Linked DNA regions of Rattus norvegicus: region 2 is linked to region 1. A link is a contact called in public Hi-C data. All regions are on one chromosome and are shown on one strand. Each heading gives the region's core, a stretch centred on a gene start, on an enhancer-like site or on the middle of the called end of the contact. The rest is flanking DNA. Distances are from core to core; before and after follow the strand shown. Region 1 has its middle 33 kb from the start of Nalf2. Region 2 holds the start of Eda (ectodysplasin-A).

Evidence for each region. Hi-C and Micro-C count contacts between places; a contact is called where the count stands out from the background.
Region 2: a Hi-C map of Schwann cells shows a contact between it and region 1, with 17 times the contacts expected there. The contact joins the promoter of Eda here to the enhancer-like site in region 1. A contact is called at or near these places in 6 of 12 Hi-C or Micro-C datasets (the A7r5 cell line, Schwann cells, frontal cortex and 2 more).

The regions. Positions count from the first base shown.
Region 1 is chrX:68,994,179-69,001,585 of GRCr8, forward strand. No RefSeq gene overlaps it. Among named protein-coding and RNA genes, the nearest start is that of Nalf2, 33 kb to the left of the region's middle. Within about 2 kb of position 1,568, at least 11 of the 93 cell types and tissues checked have an H3K27ac peak or open chromatin away from gene starts, as enhancers often do. A contact at or near this core is called in Schwann cells and liver, where this site is marked.
Region 2 is chrX:69,114,472-69,122,036 of GRCr8, forward strand. Eda (ectodysplasin-A) reads left to right here and starts at 4,349. Exons shown (of 8, transcript NM_001305243.1): 1 at 4,349-4,919. The coding sequence starts at 4,524.

The DNA.
Region 1 (7,407 bases), core at 318-2,817:
TTACAGCAACAGGTTCTGTCACATGCACTGTGGTGGCCACACAGATGTCTATTCACTTAGTACTGAATGTTCATGAAGGTAACTGCCTTGGAGTGTAGGATGAGTGTCAATAGGTTACTCAAACATGGCATCTGCTCTCAAGAGTTCCTGCCTTGGATAGGGGGGAAAACCTTAAACAGAGATCTCTCAAAATGCATGTAGATTTTGACAATGTCTTCCATGCCCATTGGTGTCATCTAGTTCAGGCCACTAGTGACTCTTAGACCATAGGCAAAGATGTCTCACAGATGACCCACTCAAAAAGTGAACCTGGTATCTGAACAGAGAACTCTCAACACACACACACACACACACACACACACACACACACACACACACGCTAAGAAATATCTCCAAAATGTTCATCCTCCCTAGCACATAGGAAAATGCAAATCAAAACAACTTTGAGATTTCATCTTACCACCCCCACCTACCCCCATCCCCACCCCCCACCCCCATCCAAATGACAAAGCCCAACAAGATAACTGACAACAAATGCTGGAATGCTCAAAGAGGAGTGGAGAAATAGTCTTTCGGTCTCTAACATTGTATTCTTCCTGTGGAACATTTCTAAAGATGAAAAGCATCCCATATTCTCTTGCTAGCAACTTCCCATAGTTTCACATCACACATAGAATACAGTAGAACTCTCCATGGCTCACCAAGCTCTCTACAACCAGAAGCAACTTGCCTTCCCCTCCCTCCTCAGAACCTCCCTCCCTTCCGGCCCCACCTATGTTGAGTTTATGTTTGCAGTTCCTCAACCTCAAATGTCCTTCCTCGGATTTTTGCTTGGCTGACTCTTCATTATGAGGTTCCAGCTCACAAGTCAATTTCTCAGAGGGCATCTCTTGACTACTCATTGAATAATAGTCCCCCTCTTGCCCCAATATTTTAACATGTCACCCTGCCTTTTATACCATCTAGACAGCACAGAACTATTTTAAATGATAAGTGGACACAGGACAATGGTTTTCACATCTGCTTTCTTGTTTGTTGTCTCTGCATTTGAATGGAAGGTTTAAGGAAGAAAAGAACCTTTTTTGTCATGTTTTCTTTCCTTTGTCATTTCTCTAGTGCTTTAGTCAACATCCACTGAGTGAATGATTGTGGAGGTGGTAAGTAGTTCATTTGGGTAAGAAAGTGGTTTAGAATGTACAGAGTGGGTGGCAAGGGATGAGCTTGAAAGATTGCCTAAGGTAAAAACATGAAAGGCCTTGAAGGTCGTCAGAACAGGAAATCTAGGTTGGCTTCACATCGCGGTCCATTGGGAGCCATGAAGATTGTTGAATTCAGAAGCCTATATTATCAGCTGACCTGAGGTAAGGTTCAAGTAAAACCACGTTCTGCATGGATCTGTAGATGAAGTGAACGGAAGGTCTGGTTTTGAAAGCTAATCAACCACAAATTGCCCCCTACCTTTGCACTTGCTATCTATCTTCCAGGCGCTTCCCTCAGGCTCTACACCACTCTGCTTCCAGCTCTTCTGGGGCAATGGAAAAGCCCTAACTGCCTTTCCCCGACACCGGCCGCTGGGTGGCGCTGTGGCTCCTCCTACCCGGGCGGGAGGCGCCAGGGAGGCGGAGGCTCAGCCGCTGAACAAGGCCCAGGCGCGGGGGTCCGCTGCAGTCCGCCCTGCCGGCCTTCCCTCCTTGGCCACTTTCTACTACTTCGTGCTTTCCTCGCGTCTGGGCCGTTTCCCGCCTTCATCCGCACCCAGGCCCTCAGTTGCCTGCTCCCCTCCGCCTCTGGCGGCCTTGGCTTTCCCACTACCCTGTCAAGCCAAAGCAGGCTGAGGCTGGGGCATGGGCGGGGCGCAGGAGGCTGGGCGGGAGCGCCGGCCTCCAGGCCCCTGAAGGCCGGGGCCTCCCGGAACCATGCCATGAAATGCAGCTCAGCGCTCCAGAGCCTCAGCCACAGCTTGGGAGCTGGCCGCCCCGTCTAGCCAGGCTGGAATGAAAAGATGTACAGGGTTGCATAGGCAGCTTTTTGGTGCAGAAGGAAGAAAGCCACTAAGGGGTCAATTCACTGTTTGTACTAATGGCCTGCCTTTCCCCCTGGCGATTAGAGCAAGAAGTCAATCAGCTATCATCTGGGACTCCTTTGGTGCCTTCCACTCCCCCACCACAAAGATCTAGATGATGTCTGTCTCAGTTTCTCTCTCTTTCTCTCTCTCTCTCTCTCTCTCTCTCTCTCTCTCTCTCTCTCTCTCTCTCTCTCTCTCTCTCTGTCTTTCCCTCTTTCCCCCTCTCTGTTCCTCCCTCCCCGTTCCTCCTCTTCCTTCCCTCTCTCCATTTTCCCTGACTCCTTCCTATTATCCTCTCTCCTACTGATCCATCATCCTGTCTGCTATTTTGTCCCCAGATCTTCATTCTTTCCACACCTGCCTCCAGCCTCCTGCCGTCGCAAGAAGAGATGCCCTGGCACGGGGCCAGGTGCCTTCTAGAGCTTTAGTCTGACTTCCTGCTCCAGCAATTGCTCCCACTGGTTGGGGAAAGCAAAAGCTGATATTCAAAGCCCTCCACACTGTGACCACCCCATTTTGGTGGGCTGCCCTGACTAGGTCTAGAGCAGTGGGAGACTCAATAGGACTCTGTGAAGGGTTTCAGAGGCATCTGTTTGAGCGGTTTTCACTCACGAGTACATTGTGACAAGACTGGAGACCGGATGCTGCCAAGAACAAGTGCCTGCCTTCCTATTCACCAGGTTTTGAAGTTCTCCACTCTGTTACCTTTACCCTCCAATATCGCCCCCTCCTGACCTTCCTGCTGCTTACTGGAGGTTGATTCTCAGCAATCATACATTGGTTGATCTTATCACGAAGTGGCCGGGGACATGCATGATCAAATTTTCTCCACAATAATGAACCTCACTTTCAGCAAGTACCTTTTTATTCTTATGGAGCCTGATATTCATGAGGAAAAGATATTCTTTCTCTGTCTCTCTCTGTCTCTCTCCTCTCTCTCTCTCTCTCTCTCTCTCTCTCTGTGTGTGTGTGTGTGTGTGTGTGTTTGTGTGTTTAGTCTTGTTGAACTCACCACATGAACCTGTAAATTTATATGAAAAAAATAAAAGTAGAGTCTTTGAGATAGCTCCGAGGGTAAAGGCACTTGCCACCAATCCTGGAGACCTGAGATTCATCAGGACCCCATAGTGGAAGGTAAAACCTTCCACCCACCCACACTCATTGTAGAATGTTTGTGGTCGTACAAGCATACACGCAAGTAAATGAATGTAAGAAAAATTAAAAAACTGAAAGTGAACAAACAAATGGCAAAGGGAGATGGTTGTCAAAGGAGCACTCATGGTAGATGTTAACTTGCCCAAGCCCTTACCTCCAAAGCTCGTCATCCCTGGCTCCATTTCTCTGTAACTTTCCCTAGGAGATGGCATCTTTTTGTCTCTAAACAAGCCCTACTGCTAAGCATATGCTATTTGTACTGCTTCTGTGCACACAGTGTCCTGCTGCGTCTCACAGTAACCCTGTGCAGGGGAGATTACTAGTTGGGGTTTACAGGTGAGAAAACTGAGACTGACAGACACCAAAAGATCCACCCACTCCAAACAAACATGCCAACAAACCAGAGTCAGAACCAGCCAGGCATGGTGGTACATGCCTGTAATCCCAGCACTTGAGAGGCAAGAAGATCACTGCAAATTCAAGGTCAGCCTGGGTTACCTAGCGAAGCTCATGCTAGACTGGACAACCTGGCAAAACCCTCTTCCTAAAACCCAAAAGCTAAAGATGTAATGGCAGTGCAACTTGCCAAGTCCTGGGTTCCATCCCTACTACGATCAAAGAACAGGAGGAAAAGGAGGAGGAGGAAGAGGAGGAGGAGGAGGAAGAGGAGGAAGAGGAGGAAGAGGGAGAGGAGGAGAAGGAAGCCAAGAATTAGAAAGTAATCAAGTGCCGGCATCTTTCTGCCTCTAATATTGAGGCCTCTTGAGATCCCAAAGCTAGGTCAACTGACCCAGCTCTATGCCTTCACCTCGTTCTCAAAAGCAATTGAAACAGAAGGCAGTATGACTAAATGGCAGCTTAAAAAAGGCTTGCTCCTGAGCCAGACCTTGTCTAGGCAGGAATGCTAGCAAAGGAGTTAGCTAGGGTTTAGATCTTTAGAACCGTCTATGACAATGGTCTCATTCCAGATTAAAGCCAGGATCTCTTCAGGAGGCTTCCAGCAACATTTAATCTGGCTTGGTAGTGATGATTTCTTCAGTATTCACGTGTCAGTTAGGGGACCACAGTAAGTGGTTGTATATTGTAATTGTTAAGAACATAGCCTAGGGTTGTATTCTGAGTCTGCCACTTGATCTGTATGACTCTATGGATGTTGCTTAAATTATCTGAGCCTTCCCTAGCTCATCTGTAATATGGAGATAAACAATAGTACTCTATCTCCCTGGGTTACAATCAATACAATCAATATATATTTTGATCATGTTTTTGCCCATTTCTCCTGATCCTTCCTACCATCCAACTTTATGTTCATTCTCTTTCCCTCCCACCCTCCCTCCCCACAACATTAAAATTAAAATCAAATTAAAAAACAAAACAGAAAGACAAAAAAATCCAAATGGAAACAAAATGCTCACAAAGAAAAGAATCAACAACAATATGAAGTGTTGACCAATTACTCCTAGGCATGGGGCCTGCCCTGGAGTGTGGTTGAAATACACAGTGAAAACTGATTTTCCCTTTCCCAGAAGGTATCAATTTCAAATAGCTTCTTGGTTAGCGGTGGAGCCCTTGTCCAAGCTCTTAGAACACTGCCTGACACATAGTAAGCACTCAGAGCTTCTGCACTTTCTATTATTTTTCTGTACATGCTGGGAAGAGTTCATTTAAAGCCAAATTCCTGGCTTATCCATTAATAGGTGGCAGTTTTGGCAGCTAGAATTGAGTCAGCTCTAGAAGTCAGTCCCACTGTCACACCTTCCCCTTTGGTCCCTCGCTGAAACTAGGTGTCAGTTGCCATCTGTCATCCTACATGAAGCTGGCTTCCTGGATTTTTATTATCTGCCTGGATTCTAAAAGTAGTCTGCCATCTCTGGCCACTGCTTCAAGTGGTTCAAGGAACAACAGTAACAAAAAAAAAAAAAAGTGAGTGTCACCAATCGGTAACTGTTAGTTGGTGGGTATAACTCAAGAGACTCCTGCCAGGCCAGCTGAACTTTTGGCTCCATTTTCCACCATGTTCAAGGAAGTCATTTAGCTTCAACAGACCAAAGATCTGGGAAAGCACCAAAACCGGTAAAGGGTAGCAAAATGAGGTCATAGCATTCCAGAGCACTCTGCCCTGCCACCTCCCAGTTAACGTTAAAAGGTAGCACAAATCCTCTGTAATAAGATGTGCTTATGTGTTTACACCTCTGTTGGATGCTGTGTATGTAATAATAGCTGTTGTAAGATCATGAATCATATATATTACTGGAGCTTAGATTATATCAAAAGAAGATGGGTTCAGTAAAATTTGATGCATATACACAATGACTTATTATATAGCCACTTTAAAGAATATGAATGACAGTATGACAAGACATTTTTGCATTTCTAAAGGAAAAGAATAAAAATATAAGCATACATCACGTATTCTTTTTAAACTATATTCCTTCATATTCCTGTTGGATTTTGCACCATTAACCCAACAAAAATGCTCCTCATTTTTCTAATTCTATTAAGTTCTCTTTAATATTCTCCTAAGAAGATCTGGAATTGTGTTCCATTCAAGGAAGGCCCTGCACAAAACAACCAAGAACCTGTACTATCCAGAGCTTTGCTTGGTGGTGTCATTTACACAGTCAGTACCTATGGCTAAGTGTGGTGTTTAAATCAGGCCCACTCTTGAACTTCTTCTTCAGGTAACTTCTTCTTTTACTCAACCTCTAAAACTTTGTGATGTGGGCCACCTCTTTGGAACCCAATCATGAAACTTCTGAAGACTGTAGCCAAATGGAAAATGGGTATACACAGTGCGCCCAGAGACCTGGCTGCTGTGAGTCCTTTCCAACGTGCCCCAAGGCAGACATAAAGGATTCCAAGACACTGTGAACACAGGGGAAAGAAGACAATACCTACACTTTCAGGACCCCGCAGTATTCATTCTGAAAGTATCAGAGTTGGAAGTGTTCTAGAGAAATAACCCTGTACATGGCTTTCCCCCAGAGTTCTGAGGTGCCCTTGGAGGTTGGGGTAGATTTTAGTCAAGTGAGCACTGGAGCGCTTGGTTTCAAGCTACTGAGTTGACCTTAATACCCGATAGTTCTGTTGACATAAATTTGAATCAATGGGCACCCTTCTATTAATCAAGTATTGTTTTCTCTCTTTTACAGAGTAATATTCTATGTAAGATTTCATTTTAAAAAGAGTTCAATTCTTCAAAAGGTCTCCCTTTTTGACGGAAGAGGAATCCAACTCACAGGAAAGAACTTTCCCCAAATCACACAGCCTGGCACAGGTATATTCAAGACTGAAACAGGTCGTCTCCTCCTCCTCCTCCTCCTCCTCCTCCTCCTCCTCCTCCTCCTCCTCCTCCTCCTCCTCCTCCTCCTCCTCCCTCCTCCTCCTCCTCCTCATTCCCCCCTCCCCTTCTCCTTCTCGTCCTCCCAATATTACAGAACTCTTTAACCATCATTTTTCTACATCATGTGGCCTTCTTACGGAGCCTGAGCATTTACTAGCCCCCAATCTAGGTTTCTTTCTGTCAAGGCACCATCCTGCTGCCAGCTCCACTCTCCAGGGCTTCCTGGGATTCCCTCAAGCCAGGACTTGGGCCAGGAAAGCCAAAATTTACTACTTGCTCAACATGCCTTGGCTCCTAGCACCTGGGTCTGCGCTCCAAGCCTCTTGGCCACACTTCCTGGGGGCTCACATCCCTTGCCTTGTTCCTGCTCGTCCACCCCCCTCACTCCCAGGTGTTGGCCCCGTTAACACTCCCTTGCTGGCAGACATCCTTGCGGGCCCTCCCCCTTCACCCGCGCTCTCCTGAAACCACTCGAGCTGCCTGAGACCTCCTGCCTTTTATCTTGCCCCAGAAGCCGAGCCCTCCGGTCCCTTAATTGTTCAGGTTGCTCTTTTCTGAACTCACTCCAATTGAGCTCCATAAATTGTACATAATTGGACTGTCTCACTCAGATTACGAGCCCCTGGGGCAGTGTCTTCTTGGTCTGGTACAGCCCTGCCCAAAAAGGGAGGGAGGGACTCGGGAGAAGGCCATCCCAGCCGACCCCCCACCCACCCCGGGAAGAAGGCAGGGGGTCACAAGAACTGATTTCTCAGCAGTAACCTTTGCTGATTGGATCCCTGCTGCTTGCCTTACCCTTATTGGTCAGGAGCTGTGTGAAGGGCCAGCCCTTCTCCACTGACCA
Region 2 (7,565 bases), core at 3,099-5,598, 120 kb after region 1:
GATCGATCTGCATTCTTCTACATGTTGCCCTCCAGTTGAACCAGCACCATTTGCTGAAAATGCTATCTTTTTTCCATTGGATGGTTTTGGCTCCTTTGTCAAAAATCAAGTGACCATAGGTGTGTGGGTTCATTTCTGGGTCTTCAATTCTATTCCATTGGTCTATCTGTCTGTCTCTGTACCAATACCATGCAGTTTTTATCACTATTGCTCTGTAATACTGCTTGAGTTCAGGGATAGTGATTCCCCCTGAAGTCCTTTTATTGTTGAGGATAGCTTTAGCTATCCTGGGTTTTTTGTTATTCCAGATGAATTTGCAAATTGTTCTGTCTAACTCTTTGAAGAATTGGATTGGTATTTTGATGGGGATTGCATTGAATCTGTAGATTGCTTTTGGTAAAATGGCCATTTTTAGTATATTAATCCTGCCAATCCATGAGCATGGGAGATCTTTCCATCTTCTGAGGTCTTCTTCAATTTCTTTCCTCAGTGTCTTGAAGTTCTTATTGTACAGATCTTTTACTTGCTTGGTTAAAGTCACACCGAGGTACTTTATATTATTTGGGTCTATTATGAAGGGTGTCGTTTCCCTAATTTCTTTCTCGGCTTGTTTCTCTTTTGTATAGAGGAAGGCAACTGATTTATTTGAGTTAATTTTATACCCAGCCACTTTGCTGAAGTTGTTTATCAGCTTTAGTAGTTCTCTGGTGGAACTTTTGGGATCACTTAAATATACTATCATGTCATCTGCAAATAGTGATATTTTGACCTCTTCTTTTCAGATCTTTATCCCCTTGATCTCCTTTTGTTGTCTGATTGCTCTGGCTAGAACTTCAAGAACTATATTGAATAAGTAGGGAGAGAGTGGGCAGCCTTGTCTAGTCCCTGATTTTAGTGGGATGAAAAGCATTATTTTTATCAACAAGAAGTTCAGTTTCATGGAACTGAAAGTTTGAATTTCATATGAAATAAATATGACATTATACTTGATATCATTAAGGTATGTATGTTCAATGTGCAATGAAAGGATAAAAGAAAATCTAGAGGAAGGTATAAAGCCATAGTAAAGAGAGTATGTGATTCTTCATTTATCAGGCTTTGAGGGGGTAGCGGATACTTCTGGTTAAAAATATGAGTCAGGCTAATGTGCAGAGGTATGGGGAAAGTGAATTTAGCAATATGGTAGCATGGCTTCTTTGCAGGTTAGCAAATAATAATGTTGGAATGGCAGATTATATCCTGGCCAAGGAGCCCGTGCAAGTAAGTCAAGTGTCTAACAAGGGCAGAATTGAAGACCAGAGTCCATGGGGTAAGAAAGATTACATGGAAATTAACTCAAAAGGGCAGTTTTAGCTGGGTTTAGCCATATGGGAATGTGAATCTAATGTTAACAGGTCTTGTGATTTTTTTTTGTTTTTATATTTAGAAATGTAGAAAAGCAACATTCTGAAAGCATGAAATCTCCAGATTTCTAAATGCTAGAATTGAATTTTCTTTTCAGTTCCAAGTTTTAGCCGATAGTACACCAAACACATTACATCTGTTTGCTGAATGTGGCGCATAGGTTTATCGTTTTAAGACTTATGCTGTAGGGGACTGGGCTCTATGCAAACTGAGAGGCAAACTGAAGCAGTGCATCAAAACACAAAAAACATATTAATAAACAGGAACTTTGGGCTGAGGGTGTGGCTCAGTGTTAGAATGCCTGTCTACTGAAAGTGAAACGTCTAAGTTCAATACACAGCACTTCATCATTGTAATGATAATTACTATAACCACATGCATTTCTCACTGCCTCCACTCACCGGAATATTTTTAAAGTATATGAAGTCTTATTTTCTGCCTCTTGGGCATCAAAATGACATCTGAGGTCAAAGGCAGTTCTGATGGCTTCTAGGGGCAATGGTATAAAGGGAGTCTTTCTTGGTCCATTATTAAAAGAAAGGGCTGCAGTGAGATGGCCCACCAGAGGAAGGCATTTGCTGCTCTACAGTTGCAAATCTGATAATCTGACTTTGATCCTGGGAACTTATGCAAAGGTGGAAAGTGAAAACACATTCCACAAAGTTGTCCTTTGACCTCCTAATGTGCTCAGTGGCATGTGAGTTCCCCCATCTCTCTGTCTCTCCTCCTCCTCCTCCTCCTCCTCCTCCTCCTCCTCCTTCTTCTCTCTCTCTCTCTCTCTCTCTCTCTCTCTCACACACACACACACACACAGAGTGATAAATTTAAAAAAAAAAGTAGGTAGAACATCGGAAGCAGGGACCCATGAGACCCCTTGAGCATCACCACCATTGTCAGGCTCACTCCCACCACCATCAGGAGACAGATGCCATTTATTTCCCTCTCATTTTAGAGGAAGGAAAGACAGCCTCTTTAAACCGGGTGTGCAATAAAGTCAACAGAGCCAGTGATGAGACTGATAAGGCCCATGTAATAGCTGTTACAGTTTAAACTCCTCCTTTTACAGTTGGAGAAACCAAGCTAATGCTTCCCCACTCCCTTCGCTCAGAGTGACCCAACAAACTAGTGGTAGAATAACGCCTCCTGACTTCTGGTCTAGCATTCTTTCCAATAATCCAGGCTGTGATAATTAAGGTAAACCAGCTTGGCGGTTTTCCTAGCATCTAGAATTCCTGGTCTGGACAAGTAGATCTCGAGAGCTGCTGTTGCAAGCCTTTCTTTTCCTCCTTATCTGTGTGATGATGAGATCCTTTGCAAACGTTCTGTTTCATGGGTAAAGGTTAAAAAGAGGACAAAAAGATGTTTGTGAAGCACTGAGGCCATTCACTAAGCTATGAAGGAAAACATGTCTGTGGCTGATATATTTAAAGCTTATATGACCTCTGTGCTCTCTGCACTGACCTCTCCACCATATGCTTTTGGTTTTGTTGTTCTTTTGTCTCTTTTCTATATTCTTCTTTGTTTTTCTTCTCCCTTATCAGCCTACGTCTTAGGCCTAGCCTTAAGTGTTCTGGTGCATCACCGAGCCTTCTCAGTGGCTTTTACTATACTTGCTTCAAGTTAATAAAAATGGATAATTATTCATTTCTCAATTACACGGAAATGAGAGTACCTACTGGCTAAAACAGTGGATGCTTGTCCTGCTACAGCTAGTTAGCTCTCTAAAATCTGAGACTACTAATGCTTGTCAATTGTGACTCTTGACAACTAATCTTTTCCATCCTTCATTTCCAGGTCTATTGTTCTGACATTTGCCATTTTTCCCCTCTGACCCTGTTTCTGATTGGTGCAGCTTTTGAAGATGCTGCAGTTGCAGCAGTGTACATCTGGAACATTTGGCTGACTTGTTGAACTTACCCCAGGGAGTACTCCAGGGGAAGCATGGGAAGGGTGGAGAGGCCAGAACAGTTGCCTGTGAGTACAGATGCCATTAGTGTCTGGCCATTCTGTGGACCACCCCTGTAAAAATTCACCTCATCATGACCCTCAGTTTCCCCACCTGCTCCTCGAAGGCTCGAGTTCTTCCAAAACTTCTGCAGCCCTGGAAGAAGACAAACTTTTGGCTGCGGGTTCTCTCACACAGCACTTTCTGCACTGAGAAAGGGATCAATGCATATCTTTTGAATGAATTAATATATCAAGAAATCCTAGGAAACCGTTTTAGCCTTCAAGGGACAGCATCACTTCAGTTTTACTTGGCGCTAGGCACCCTCTCTATGCTCAGACTGTGTCCCAAGACTCATTCTGGGAGTGGGGCAGCCAGGTTCCCAGTCTGTTTGGCTCCCAGGCTCCTAGGTCTCCTTTTCTTCTGGCGAGCCATTGAATTGCAAACACAGCAGGCATGGTTTCATTCCAAACCCTGAACTGTTTTAATTAGTTTAACGTCTGTTAAACGCTTTGAAGATTGAAAGCAACAGATAAGTACTGGATGATGTTATTAGCAACTGCAGTTAATTGCAAACATTTCTATTAATGCTAGTTTCTGCCTCCTTTTCTTTGCTCCACGTTCTTTCCAAGGTTCCCAAATTCTTCTCAGCCTCCCCCTCCCGCCCTCCCCCATAGCGGCGCTGAAGGGTTAAACCGGGGTGGAGTCCAAAGCTGAACGACAGCCGCACTCACCAACTGCAACGGGGCAAGCGGGAAGAGCTGGGTGGGGCTGCCAGGCAGAGGTGAACCCCCACGCCCCCAGGCCCCGCCCCACGGCTGGAGGCCCGAGTGGAACGGCAGGGGGCGGGGCGGCCAGGCCTGGCGGGCCCGTGGTTGGGCGTCCCGGCCGCCCCTTGAGGCATGGGGCGGGGTAGGTGAGGACCTCCTCCCTCGTTCCCTCTCGGGCCGCGCCGCCCCTCTCGCCCGCCCCTCCTCCTCCCTTTCCCACCCCTCGGAGTGGAGCTGCACATGCGGCTGCTCCCTGTTCTGTCCCGCCCAGCCACCGTCGCTCAGGAACGGGTCCCTGCAGCCCCCAGCCGATGGCAGGACAGTAGTCGCCTGTCAGGGGTCGTGAAGGACTGAGGCAGAGGCAGTGGCTCCCGGGCCTCAGATAGTGGTTGTCTCTGGAGGCCATGGGCTACCCTGAGGTAGAGCGCAGGGAACCCCTGCCTGCTGCAGCGCCAAGGGAGCGGGGCAGCCAGGGCTGCGGCTGTCGCGGGGCCCCTGCTCGGGCGGGCGAAGGGAACAGCTGCCGGCTCTTCCTGGGTTTCTTTGGCCTCTCGCTGGCCCTCCACCTGCTGACGCTGTGCTGCTACCTAGAGTTGCGGTCCGAATTGCGGCGGGAACGGGGAACCGAGTCCCGCCTCGGTGGCCCGGGTGCTCCTGGCACCTCTGGCACCCTAAGCAGCCCTGGGAGCCTCGACCCTGTGGGTCCCATCACCCGCCACCTCGGGCAGCCGTCCTTTCAACAGCAGCCCCTGGAACCAGGAGAAGATCCACTCCCCCCTGACTCCCAGGACCGGCACCAGGTGAGTCACCTAGGAGGGGCGGCGGCCTTGGAGGCCCCCTCCCCTGCTCGGTTGGGCGGGGGCCTGGGCCTCAGGGCTCAGGGGACTCTGCCACTCAGAGCCAAGTTCCAGGCAGGAGCTGGGAGTGGGCCAGAGTGCTGGGGAGAGGTTGTCCAGGGCAGGTTGTCCTCGGTTCCTAGCTTGGCTCATCCAGACCCTCTCGGGTCCCGTGGAGTTGGAAAGCCCAGCCTGCACGCGCCGCCCCCGGGGGGGTGTGGGCTGCTTCGCGAAAAGTTGGCCTGCCTTGCACCCATCCGGGCGCGGAGGTGTCTGCGCCACCCCCGTGGCCGTCTAACGGCGAGCAGCTTGGCCCCTCGTGCCCCCTGGTGAGATTCTCTGCCCGTGGTGCTTGTTTCTTCGTGTCCCGGGCTGATTCCAGCACTAGCAGGCTCCTCTTTGGAGTTGGAGCTGTAAACAGCTGTACTAACTGTTCCACGCCCGTTGAAACAACTTTTAACCGTACTTTCAGCGCTGGCTTCTTGTGCGCTGACCAGGACCTGAGCTTTTTCACCTGCAATTTGAGACCGATTCTCCTCTGCGTTCTAGTGAGGATCAGTGCCCCTGAGGAATTCTGGTAGAAATATGCCGTCTTGCTAGACAACTTCTGAACAGCAATTTGAAAAATCTATGGAAATAAAACTCACCCTTTGCATGCCGGTTCTGACACTCTTGTGGATGGAGTTGGGTGCAGTGGGTGTGAAGAGTTTTCATTAATGCTGCCTTTGGAACAGGAAGTTGGATTTTTGTTTTGCTTTTGATAATCTTTAGAGTGTTTGTATCCCTTTTAGCAAACCTTTATCTTGGTTGTTTTTCTAACTCGTTATTCAAGCAAATTTAGTGTACTTGATATTAAGCCTTCTTGTGGTTCCCATAGATGTCTCACACTTGAATCTTAGGCAAAGCATCCAAGGATCTTTTTGAGGTGGTTAAAGACTAATGGTGAATTTGTAACTTCTGGAGGAAACGGCAAGTTGTGTAAGTAACTTACTTGAGGTGAGGCAAGGAAGCCTTCTGTATTTGGTGCTACATACATAGTTATTGTCACAACTCTTTAAACAGTGTTTGTGCTACTTTGACTTAACGGGTTGAACACTTTTAGAGCCATCACATTCATAACAATACTCTGTCAGGACTGACACTTTTCTTTCCTTCCATTTCCTTCCTTTTCTTTTCTTTTACAATGTGCTTGGTAAAATTGCCCCAGACCTAAAATGTCAAAGACACTCAAACTTATTTAACAGCTTATCAAAGAAGAGAATCAGCAGACAGACGTCTCATACTTGAAACTTTAAACACTGGGGCTAAAGGAGAATTAATTGAGACTCTGGGTCTTTTATTTGCCCCCCCCATCCCAGTAGAGGTACTTAGCAGCTCCACATTGATATTCTGCACATACATATATCCATGCACACATACATGCATGCATGCATGCATACATACATACATACATACATACATACAATCAGGAAATTTAACTTCTTTACTCAAATGGTGCTCAAGGATTTTGAGCAATCAGGAAAGACAGAGCCCTGTTTATAGATTGGCAGGACAGCAGCATTCTAGCTTCTGTGACGGCATGGGACTCACAGCTTTGCAATGCCGTTCGGTTGCTTGCCCCAGGTGTAGCAGATATGCTTACGTGTTTCAGCACAGCTTCCTCTCTGCTGTCCTTTAGTCTACTTTAGTCTTTTGGGGCAATCAAAGCAATACTAGTTCTTTACATTTATTAGCATTAATTGGAATTTGTGTTTTCCAGATTGTAAGGTACTACCTGAGTCTATTTTACTGATTCCTTTGGAGAACATACAGGCCTCAAGGGAGAAGTAAGTGGCCCAAGATATCATAGCCTGAGTCAAAACTAGGATGAAGGTGCTCTCCCATCTTCCAGTTTAGTACACACCCCTCCATAATATAGTGTCTGCTGAGAAGGTTTTTTTTGAAGGGGGGGGAATGAAGGGACAACAGGTTGGAGCTCCATAGTAGGCTTTTTACAAAATGAAGGGCTCAGATCTGTGTCATTTTGTTCTGCTCTAATTTTGGGAAGACTAAGTTTAACCATGTATTCCTTATTCATCTTGAATTTCACTTTCAGGAGAATTTTAGCTCACTGAAGGAATTTTATCGCAGATTCAACTTATTTCTTTTGACAATATTAGCCTTAGCATGTAAACAAAGAAACAAACATATAAATGAATGAATAAATAAAGGAAAAGTTGACTGGCTAATCGAGTTACATTGATGTGCTATATCTTGGGTAAAATTTCTAGTGCCCTGCTGCACCCTCTGCTGGTTTTTCGGTGACATTTAATCGTAGTATCTGCTGACAGTCAAAATTCTAAGTTATGCTGACAGATTCTGATTCATAAATAAGGAAGTAAATAGCCTTGTGGGACTTGGCCTTATTTTGTATTTTAGGTTTTCAACATCAACAGCTGCCGTTACAGCACGTCTTGTACAGAGGGGATTAGAGACAAAACGCAGCGTCTTCCAGTGGCCACTATATTTGGGTTTCCTACTAACATATTTAGAAAGAGTAAAGGTAAACTGATGGAACTAAGCTGGGGTGAGCAGAACAGTCAGCGGCATTTCATTATGTGAGATCATACA